3 separate regions of the Mus musculus genome follow, and regions 1 and 2 are each linked to region 3. A link is a contact called in public Hi-C and Micro-C data. All regions are on one chromosome and are shown on one strand. Each heading gives the region's core, a stretch centred on a gene start, on an enhancer-like site or on the middle of the called end of the contact. The rest is flanking DNA. Distances are from core to core; before and after follow the strand shown. Region 1 has its middle 69 kb from the start of Lonrf2. Region 2 overlaps Aff3 (AF4/FMR2 family, member 3). Region 3 overlaps Aff3 (AF4/FMR2 family, member 3).

Region 1 (3,129 bases), core at 545-3,044, 180 kb before region 3:
TGCAGGGCAAAGGCTGAGGAGGGTGTAACTTCCTCAGCGATTCGGTGTCCTGTAGAACTGGGGGAGGGACGAAGAACAGGACAGGGATAGTGGCTTCATCACCAGGTAATCTGAAGTACTCCTTGGATTCTAGTAGAATTGTCTGGAATGGAACTTTGGAACCCTTCACCTGAGAATGGGAGACGGCTCACTGAGTCCCCTGCTAGTCTCAGGGTGTGATTGTCATGCACATGAAGATGAAAATCTGTGAGACAGCTCTCATGGACTATCCATACTCAACATCCAGACAGAAAGGTTTGAGGGAGCCGTGATGTGGGCAACACAGTTGGTTCACACTCAACACAATGCTGGTTTCACCGAGCAAAGACCAGGCTTCTGTGTCAGGTCCTGGCTTAGGAGTAAAGCCAGGAAGAACTCAGGGGGTTCACAGAGAGGCCCTAAACCTGTGGGCCTCAGCAGAGAACTGGGTAGTACTCAGATCACAATTTGCCACATGTGGACAGAACACCAGGAATACATTGTAACTTGCAACATTTTAGAACAGTTAGCAAACAGCTGGATGCCCTGTTCTCAGTGAGTTAGGCCAGAGCGTCAGCAAAGCAGGTTTTGTTATGGAGGTCAGCAGAAAAATAATCGGGTTGAGTACAGCAGTATATTCAAAAGTGCATCTCCATCCAATGCTGTGGGTTGGTTTCACTTCAGAAGCAGAATGAGGAGGAAAAAAAACCTTCTTTAGGAACTTTCCAGAGCTTCAGATATGGAGGGCACCGAAGCAATGCTGCTTTTCCCTCCGCGGCAAAAGACAGGCACATGCTCTGCGCACTCTCACATCACCAACACAAAATTTGCATTAAAAAAAAAATCCTGGGGTTTGTTGTTGGTATTTGGCTTCTAAATGGAAGGGAAAAGGCTGGAAAATGGGTAAGAGTTTTCCCAGAAAAACTCAAGCGAGTCACAAGAAAGCAAAAAGGGGGCATGTAGAGGGGATGCATACGGGCGTGTGTGAGGAGGAGGGTCCGTGACACCCTTAACTAGGTCTAAAGAACAAGTTCTTTCACTTGAAGACAAGGCGAGGTAAGGAGAGAGAAGATGCAGAGAAAGTGATCCTGACCCTTTTAAAAAAGAGGAGCCTCGCAGCGGAGGAAGCAAGTTCTTATTCCCCGCCAGTAGAGGGCACTGTCGAGCAGATTTTGGCTGCTGCTTGGCAAGGGGTCTTGCAGGGAGCGGGGCTGGGGCCAGGAGCGGTGATTGCTCAAGTGGATGGAAGGCGTGTTTCTTAGGGTGCCACTCAGAGTGTATGAATACCAGGGGCGGATTTGCATTTTTAAAAACGTTATGCTAATATATTAATATCTCATAGCAACAGAGAAAAGCTGTGGGCCTTCCATGGAGTCCCCGATTCTCTCCACAAACCCTTCTGACAGGTAGCGATTTATATAAAATGCTCGGAGGAGGCTGTAAGAGATTGTGATACATATTTCATAATATTTTCTAGCACAGCACTTGATCTCACGGGCAGATTCATGAAAATGCAGTATTTATTATACAATATCCATGTTTTATTAAACCTGGTTACATAGCAAGGGAGACATTTGTGGCAGAAGCCTCAAGGCTAAGCTGGGGCTTGGAGGGGGGGGGGCACAAACTCCCAAGAGCCCAAGAAAGAAGCCAGATGTTGAATGGTATCGTGGGCCCAGGGCTCTGTCTATAACCTCCCTCCCATAGCCCTGGGGAGGCCCTAGCTACCCTGATGAAAGGAACGGGCTCACCGCTCTCCCACTGGCCACAGAACTGAGCAGAGTATTAATAACACGTTCAAAGACAGAGGCCCTCTATCTTATCAGAAGTAGAAGGGAGTCTAGCTTGTTATCCAGTCTGCCGCCCCCAACTTATCTTTGGAGCCACATGGTAGAATGCATCCTTCAGTCTCCTCAGCACTGCAAGGCTCCCATCCAACCTGCCCTCCTGGAAACCTTAGAAATCTGAGGAGGGTTTGCTTCACACAGGGCGCTGTGGGCCAGGAATCAATCGGTCTGGCTCCCCTCTGATCTCCCAGGGCTGTGCGCATGCGCATGGGGCCCCAGCAGCTGGGGTAACTCTACTCCCACAACCGTTCCTTTCTTTTCCTGGACAAGATTTATACAGCACGGTTTAGTCTTACACAGACCGACATTCCCGAGGGGAGGGGGGCTGAACTCCCATGGACCACGGCCCTTCTGCTCCCTACAAGCCAGCTTGAAGATGGAGGTTTAGATAAAGCTGGGTTGATACTCAAGGAAATGGGATTTTGTATGAGACAAGGACTCACTTTAAATGACTTGATGGATTGTGTTGACCCTTGAGAGCCAGCGACCTTGCTGCCGCTGTCCATTCTTTCCTGATGAGTTGGGTGGACAGTGTCACAGTGTAAGAGGCCCTCTCCCAGAAGACAAGCGAAAGGTCTTGAAGACCTCTTGATAGAGGTGGGGTCATGAATGGTAGCTGTGGAAAGGATGCTGAGAGAGCAAAACAGCAAATATGCATCCTTCGGGGCTTTGTTTGTTTGTTTGTTTGTTGTTTTTATTTTGTTGGTGAGGGGATTGGCCAGAGGCGTTTCCCAGAAATCAGCCACACACACTGGAGAAGCAGCTGTGCCTTTTCAACTCCGGAGTGTGTGTGTGTGTGTGTGTGTGTGTGTGTGTGTGTGTGTGTGTATGTGTAGGGTGTGCTGAGCCCACAGTGTCTGCCTTTTACTTACCTGAGATGCCAGCTCCAGACAGTCTTGGCCTGGAGGCTGATCTGAATAGTAATCAGTCTCTCCTGTCTCCCTCGCTGTACAAGAACCCAGGACACTAATAGCATCCCCAGGGAGTGCTGCTACTGGGAAGTGTCTGCTGGGTCTGTGGTGTCTGCGGCTGGGGCTCTCAGCTCACCTCATTCATCCTCCTGTGCAGCAGCTAGGATGAAAAGGATTTTCAACTTAGTTGGCAGCTTCATTAAAAGAAAAAAGGAAAGGAAGGAAGGAAGAGAAAAAGGAAGGAAGGAAGGAAGGAAGGAAGGAAGGAAGGAAGGAAGGAAGAAAGAAAGAAAGAAAGAAAGAAAGAAAGAAAGAAAGAAAGAAAGAAAGGAAGAAAGAAAGGAAGGAAGGAA
Region 2 (3,069 bases), core at 249-2,748, 210 kb after region 3:
ACTAATCCCCTAGGGTTTTTATAAAATGAAGGGACCTTTATCCTACCCACACATTGTCCATCAGAAGTTACTGGAGAACTCCTCCAGAAAGTGCTGTATTTGGCAGGAAACTGCCTTAAAATAGAATATACAACCCTATATTAAAGGAGTTAATGACCACACATAACAGTGAATAGGTAGCTCACAAAAGCCACAGGGGCATGCAAGGCCAGTGTGCACATAGATATAGCAGGGCTTACTGGGCAAGGATTTGGGTTTCATTTGCTTACACATTTAGAAGAAGCAACACACGCACACGCACACGCACATGCACACTTGTGCTCCTTGCACCTTAAATGAAGGCAACTCCAGACCACTCCCACACACAACAGCAACAATCTTGAGTAGCCTCCTTTGCCTCCCGTGTTCAGTTTCTTGAAGACAGACAGGCTTTTGACTTTCAGCTTTATGGCTTGCTAGCTGAGTGTCTGTGGATAGATTATGTGATGTCCTTGAGTTTATTCTGGTTCTGTTGAAAGATATTGAAGATGGAGAAAGATGACATGAACCATGCCTGTGACACTCCTTTCACCTGTAACCCTTTTTGCTTCCTGGAGGTTCAGGCTGGTTAGAAACAGAAGCCTTTCTTTTTCCACCTTGCCTGAGATCACCGAGAACAGGACACTTTAACAACCCCCACCCCTGTCACTCTGCATCTCCCCCAATACCCTCTTCTGTTTCTTTCCCTCCTTACCAACATACCTTTCCTCCCAAGTCCTGGGATCTGCCTTGGAGCCTCAAAGGCTGTCTTCTTTCTAGAAACATCTTTCTTATGTTAAAACAAAACAAAACCAACAAAACACTTCAAGAAACACTATTTCCCATGCACCTTCAAAACACACACAGACAAAAGCCTTCTTCCTTCCTTCCTTCCTTCCTTCTTTCCTTCCTTCCTTCCTTCCTTCCTTCCTTCCTTCCTTCCTTCCTTCCTTCCCCGTTGTCTCTCGGAGTTTAGATTTATATCCTTTCTTACCTGTTGACTTTTCCTGCCTGTGGAGTGGACCTGTGATCTGCAGAAGCAAATGGAATAAGAGCCCTCTCATTCTGTGGCTGTATTATCACCAGGCACTCATTAAGCAAATCCGGCATTTTAATGCACTAACACAAACACATGACCGTGTAAGAGAAAGTATTACAGAAGTAGCACCACCCACAGCAACCCACGGAGTTGCAGTTGGAGAAAAGTGAGTTACAGCCCTGCTGAGGCAGGCACTGTTTCTGTCCGGGAAACTAAGTTCCCGACATTATATCTCATTTTTATATATCGTTGCTAAGCAACATTAAAAGGATATGGTAATTGCAGTTATGTGGACTTCCTTAATTTTTTTTTCCCTAACGCCACTTCTTAATTCTGTTAAATTAGCCTTGTCATTGATTCTGTGGTCTTTCCTGGATGTATTGACTGAGGCTCTGCAGTTAGCCGGGGTGGGGGTGGCGGTGGCGGCTTGCTTTTGTAACTGGATCACACGCCCGAGTCGTTATCAGCTGCTTGCTCATCTCCTATTGTTTTTTTTACACTGCAGCAGAGTTCCAGTATCTGCCATGTGATATAAAAACAAACAAGCATTAAAGTACAATACAAGCCCTAGACTGGGCCTGCTGGTGGATCAGTTATATCTGACCTGCTTTCTAGAATCCGTTTCCTGTCACTGGTGATCTTGACGCTCCAAGGACGTCTGTTTCTTTGTTCTGAAGTGCTTCTCCAGTCTTGCCTGCTTGCTTCTCCCCAGTACATGCTGTGTTTTGGCCTTAGCGCAGAGGTGATGGTCAGCTGGGAGTGGAAATGTAAGCCTCCATCTCAGGGTCAGCTGTTTTGGTGTTAAGGGAAGGGTTCCCACCCTATGGTTGCAACGACACTGATATACACAGCACCTGTGCTGGACCAGTGAGACCAAGCACCTTGTATTCGACTGGACGTCCTTCTCGAGGAAGGAGCACCCAGGACCATGCAAGGGCAGCATTCCACAACACTGAGCCGGCAGAGCTGCAGGACACGGGCTCCATACTTACAGAGGAGTGAGGTGACCTCTCTTTCTCACAGGAGGATATGACCAGCTTGTCAGAAAAATAGGGCCTGTGCCTGGTCCTCTGATAAAGGACCCTGCATGACTAAGGACATTAATCATGGGGCAGAATGGAGGTGGGTGAGAGCTTGGTGGCTTCACCAGTGTTAAGACAGCCCCTAACGTTGACTTGCAGTCTGTAGAAAGCTTCATTTGTGACCTCAGAAGGAAAGAATGTATAGTTTGCGCTTGGAAATCTAATATGATACCTTCCCAACCAAGTTGACTGTCCGAAAAGCCAATTGTCTGTTTAGGGACATAAGTGTTCTCTATCTCAGAAAAGGCATGCACACTGGGTATGTTGTAGCAGTTGAGATATTAGAGGCATGGCTAATTCAGTCCTAACCAAAGAGCTGCTGGGATTTTATCAGACTTACCAAGAACCAATGGGGCCTGAACCACCAAAGTGTGTGCCGTGCAATCATGAGGGCCTGAATGTAATTTCTAGAACCAATGTTAAAAAGCTAAACATAACAGTGTGATTTATAATCCCAGTTCAGGGGAGGTGGAAGCAGGGGGCCCCCAGGGCTTACTGGCTAGCGTATTCATGGAGTTCCAGGCCAGTGTGAGACCCTCTTTCCAAAAATAAGTGGAGGGTACCCATGGACTGACACCTGAGGTTGTCCCCTGGCCATTATGTACATGTACATAATGTGCCACACGTGTGTACTCCCCCACACATAAGCACACATCCAGAACCAACTGATCAGCTAACAACCCATATACTCGTCCCTAGCTCCTGTTAGCGCATGTCTAAGAGGACAGCTAGTATTCAAATGAACTAGTTTTTATTCACCAAGAACATCAGTATACTTATATGCAAACGGTAGATTTTATCAATATTGGTTGGTGGATGCAAAGAACACCATAGGTTGTACCACTGATACCCCAGAGTGGGAACACTTGAAGTTAAGCATCCCCTCTGTTGTCTTCCTGAAGCCTCAGATGACCCCTCCACCCTTCAGAT
Region 3 (3,365 bases), core at 173-2,672:
CGGGAACTCAGGCACTCGGAAGGGACCTGAGCCACGGTGATCCACAGCCTCAGTTCCATGTAGCTCGTGACCTTGCAGCCCTGGGCAGTGCAAGGCTGGCCTCGACAGGAGAAGAACTAGTGGTTCATGAGCAGTTCCACCACTGTATTAAAAGCAAACATACTTTTCCTCCTATATTGAGGCCTTCAGCCTCTTGTGTTTAAACTATTTCCCATCCTGTTTGAACTCTCTTTCCTGGAACAAACATTTATTGTAAGCAGTGTAAACAGCTGGCACTCTGTTTGTGTTGCCTTTTGTATGTCTCTTCTGGGCTATTATTTAGTTAGCAGAGAGTTTGGAGACCTCAATTCATGTCTCGACGTTGTCACCAAATGGATAGCTTAGACAAATGTTTTAAATTTCTGGTCCAAGGTTCTCTCATGAAAAATAGCTGTTAAACACCCTCACCTGCTTTGTGGATATGGCTGGGGAAAGCAGTGGTTACCCAGAGTCTTGCAACATCCAGAGAAATGTGTTACAGGAAGCAATATTATGCTCTTATGAATTATTAATTACCATTATTACGCTCCTGCTGTCAGTTTCTCAGTGAAATTTAGACTCCATTTCTGCGGTGTGCTATTTAGATTTTTGTCGGCATTTTTTTTTGTGTGTGTCAGTGTGTTAGTTTAGACAAGGTAGAATCATTAAAGAGCATTTGGCACATAATTCTGACCTTTCGGGCCATAGACAGATGCACAGAAACAACTCTTGGTTAGCTTCTGGCTGATGGTCACATGGATGGGCTCACAGTGAGACTCAGGCTTGTCTGCTTGGTCCCTTTGTTATCAGGGAGGAAGGAGATAAGACACCCTCTGTGGCTTGTTCTCCCCTCCTTCCCTGGCAGTAGATTGGATGGAAGGAGCAGAGTTGTCTATCCCTCTAGGTATGGGTAGGGTGTCTGCCTAACCTCTGGAACAGCACTTTTTAAACTGTCTGAGGGTGAATAGTTACATTTTAATGTTTGCTAGGAAAATGGGAATCACCCGTGCTTTGGTGGTGCACACCTTTAATGCCAGCACTTGGGAGGCAGAGGCAGGTGGGTTTCTGAGTTCGAGGCCAGCCTGGTCTACAGAGTGAGTTCTAGGACAGCCAGGGCTATACAGAGAAACCCTGTCTCGGGAAAAAAAAAAAAAAAAAAGAAAGAAAGAAAGAAAAAAGAAAGGAGGGGGTGACTGCTATAGAGAGAACTGGTGTCTTGTTGGGTGGGTTCACCATCTCTGTATAATTTGAGTTGACAGGGAGAACCTTTCCAGCTTCCGTTTAGCTCTCCAGCCTTTGCCGAGTTCTGGAATTGTCCTATTTTCTTTTCAGTGACAGACCAATGTTGGACAGTATTTCCCCTGTCCTTGAAGATGTGCTAGGGTGGCATGCGATGTAATAGTTCCTTTCATATCTCTGAGACCATAGTTCCTGATAGAAACTTACGGCAGTAGAAATTTAATTTTGGCTCACAGTTTCGAAGGGTTTCAGACCATGATGACGAAAAGGCATGTTGGAACAGGTGGGTTCCATGGGGCCACAGGCTGTTCAGATCACAGCGGCATAGTAAGGGAGAAGCTGGAAATGATGGGTGACAGGTAGCAGGTTTCTGCGAACTGTAAACCTTGTGTGAGTTATATTTTCTGGGAGTTACAAAGTTAACTCATGGCTTGACCTTGAGAGTCTCTGCAGGACCTGCCTCCATCAGACAGGCCCCATATCTTAAAGCTTACATGGTCATGAGGCGGGGAACAACGCACATTTAGAACACCAGCCGGAACACCAGCCCGGGGTAGGGGGTAGGGTGCTTACTGCAGGTGCAAAGAGTAACAATGTTAATGAAAACATCACAAGTTAAAGTTTTGAAGCGCAGAGGGTGCTTCAGAAATGACCCTGTTGTTTGGCTCTCGTTTGGAAGGGCTAGAAAGGATATCTTGTTTCTTCAAAGCACTTTGAAATCAAAGAGAGGCTGTTTTCCCTCTTTAGGGATGCAGGTCCTGTGTTCCAAAGCTCTGCTCAGTTGATCTAGTGAAGTCACTACAAGTAAATGGGGTTTTACTGGTCTGCCAGAACCTTCTTCCCTCTGCAGATGGTAACAGGCACATTAAAGTGCAATCAACATCTTGCCACTATATGCCTGCAGTGGGCCAATTAGAATATCTAATGGCCATAAAGCCAGAGTTAATAAAACACATCTAAGAAACGGAAAATAAGATTACAAGTGTCATTTTGGCCTCTATTCAAATGGCAGAGAACAGGACGGCATGGAGACCAAGCCCAGGCCACGTCCAGTGTCTTTTTGCCCAAGTCTTGTGTAAAATGGGGTATCTTCTTCCCCACTATAATGTATTCTATTTTAAATTTTGACATAGGGAAGGTTTAGGATTCAGCTTGAAAAGGAATAGCAAAGTTAGTATCATTATAATTCCTCCGTCTCTCACCATTTTTCCCTTTAAGATAGTCCTGTGGAAATCCTGCTCCGTTCTCATGAGCCACAATGCCAGAAATATCTGCAGGGAGGCTTTACTTTCACCACGAGTGAGCTACTGCTTAGCAACATTGACCGTACACACGATTCTTGGGAAATCTCCCACTCTGAAATTGCCTGCATTTCTTTTTCTGGCTTAACTGTTGTATATAATCCCTGATTTATAATAATGGCAGCTGTCTGCTGATATGCTTGCAGAACCTACGGAATCTTCCTGGAAACTCTTTTATGCTTAATTTTAGACAGATGATGTCAGAGACCAGGTTACTTGAAGATAATGCATTTGGAAGCTGCTCACCAATGGGGCTATGTGTATCTAGTTTTGTGTTTTTAAAAGAATCTAATATATCTTTTGAGAGTAGGTTTTTGAATGGGAGAATATAAATACCCTATAGTAGGTGGATAAGAAAAAATCCCTATAGCAGGTGGGTAAGAAAATACCCTATAGTAGGTGGATAAGAAAAGACCCTATAGTAGAAGGGTAAGAAAGGCTGCAGGCATCTGGTCACAGGGTTTGGTCTCCCCCAGATTATTTTATCATTAGTCATAGAATACATATTTTAAGTACAGTTGTTAGCTAAATTAAACTAAATATTATTTAGTGCACAATACTTTTCAATTAAAGTAAGTGTGTTTTAAGAGGGCAACAGTTATGTGTTATGGATCTCTCTCTGCTGGATTTTCTTTCAGAGCTGCTGGTATTTCAATTCATTTTTCCGTAAACACACACTTCCTACTTGTGTTTCCATATTCCTGTATGATAAAAAGCACAGGATTTGATCATCCTTATTAACAGTAAGTAATGGAGTGCCCTCTTTCACGCCAACCCTTATTTTATTGTGTATCAGCTTGTAGACAT

What was found. Hi-C and Micro-C count contacts between places; a contact is called where the count stands out from the background.
Region 1: a Micro-C map of the G1E-ER4 cell line shows a contact between it and region 3, with 4 times the contacts expected there. The contact joins two enhancer-like sites. A contact is called at or near these places in 4 of 15 datasets of contacts at CTCF or cohesin (CD8 T cells, the NIH/3T3 cell line, large pre-B cells and 1 more), 6 of 484 Hi-C or Micro-C datasets (the G1E-ER4 cell line, bone marrow-derived dendritic cells and female germline stem cells) and 6 of 115 datasets of contacts at active chromatin or transcription factors (the HPC-7 cell line, craniofacial prominence, embryonic fibroblasts and 3 more).
Region 2: a contact with region 3 is called in a Hi-C map of the G1E-ER4 cell line, with 5 times the contacts expected there. The contact joins two enhancer-like sites. A contact is called at or near these places in 10 of 39 promoter capture datasets (the C10 cell line, the HPC-7 cell line, cranial neural crest and 5 more), 1 of 15 datasets of contacts at CTCF or cohesin (pro-B cells), 7 of 484 Hi-C or Micro-C datasets (the G1E-ER4 cell line, the HPC-7 cell line, embryonic stem cells and 3 more), 4 of 115 datasets of contacts at active chromatin or transcription factors (the HPC-7 cell line, embryonic basal ganglia, fibro-adipogenic progenitors and 1 more) and 1 of 9 other capture datasets (embryonic stem cells).

Annotation. Positions count from the first base shown.
Region 1 is chr1:38,766,101-38,769,229 of GRCm38.p6, reverse strand. No RefSeq gene overlaps it. Among named protein-coding and RNA genes, the nearest start is that of Lonrf2, 69 kb to the left of the region's middle. Within about 2 kb of position 1,794, at least 71 of the 459 cell types and tissues checked have an H3K27ac peak or open chromatin away from gene starts, as enhancers often do. A contact at or near this core is called in the G1E-ER4 cell line, where this site is marked.
Region 2 is chr1:38,383,105-38,386,173 of GRCm38.p6, reverse strand. The region is part of intron 5 of Aff3 (AF4/FMR2 family, member 3); the gene reads left to right. Among named protein-coding and RNA genes, the nearest start is that of Gm16150, 170 kb to the right of the region's middle. Within about 2 kb of position 1,498, at least 16 of the 459 cell types and tissues checked have an H3K27ac peak or open chromatin away from gene starts, as enhancers often do. A contact at or near this core is called in the G1E-ER4 cell line, where this site is marked.
Region 3 is chr1:38,588,133-38,591,497 of GRCm38.p6, reverse strand. All of the region lies in intron 1 of Aff3 (AF4/FMR2 family, member 3), which reads left to right. Among named protein-coding and RNA genes, the nearest start is that of Aff3, 37 kb to the left of the region's middle. Within about 2 kb of position 1,422, at least 5 of the 459 cell types and tissues checked have an H3K27ac peak or open chromatin away from gene starts, as enhancers often do. A contact at or near this core is called in the G1E-ER4 cell line, where this site is marked.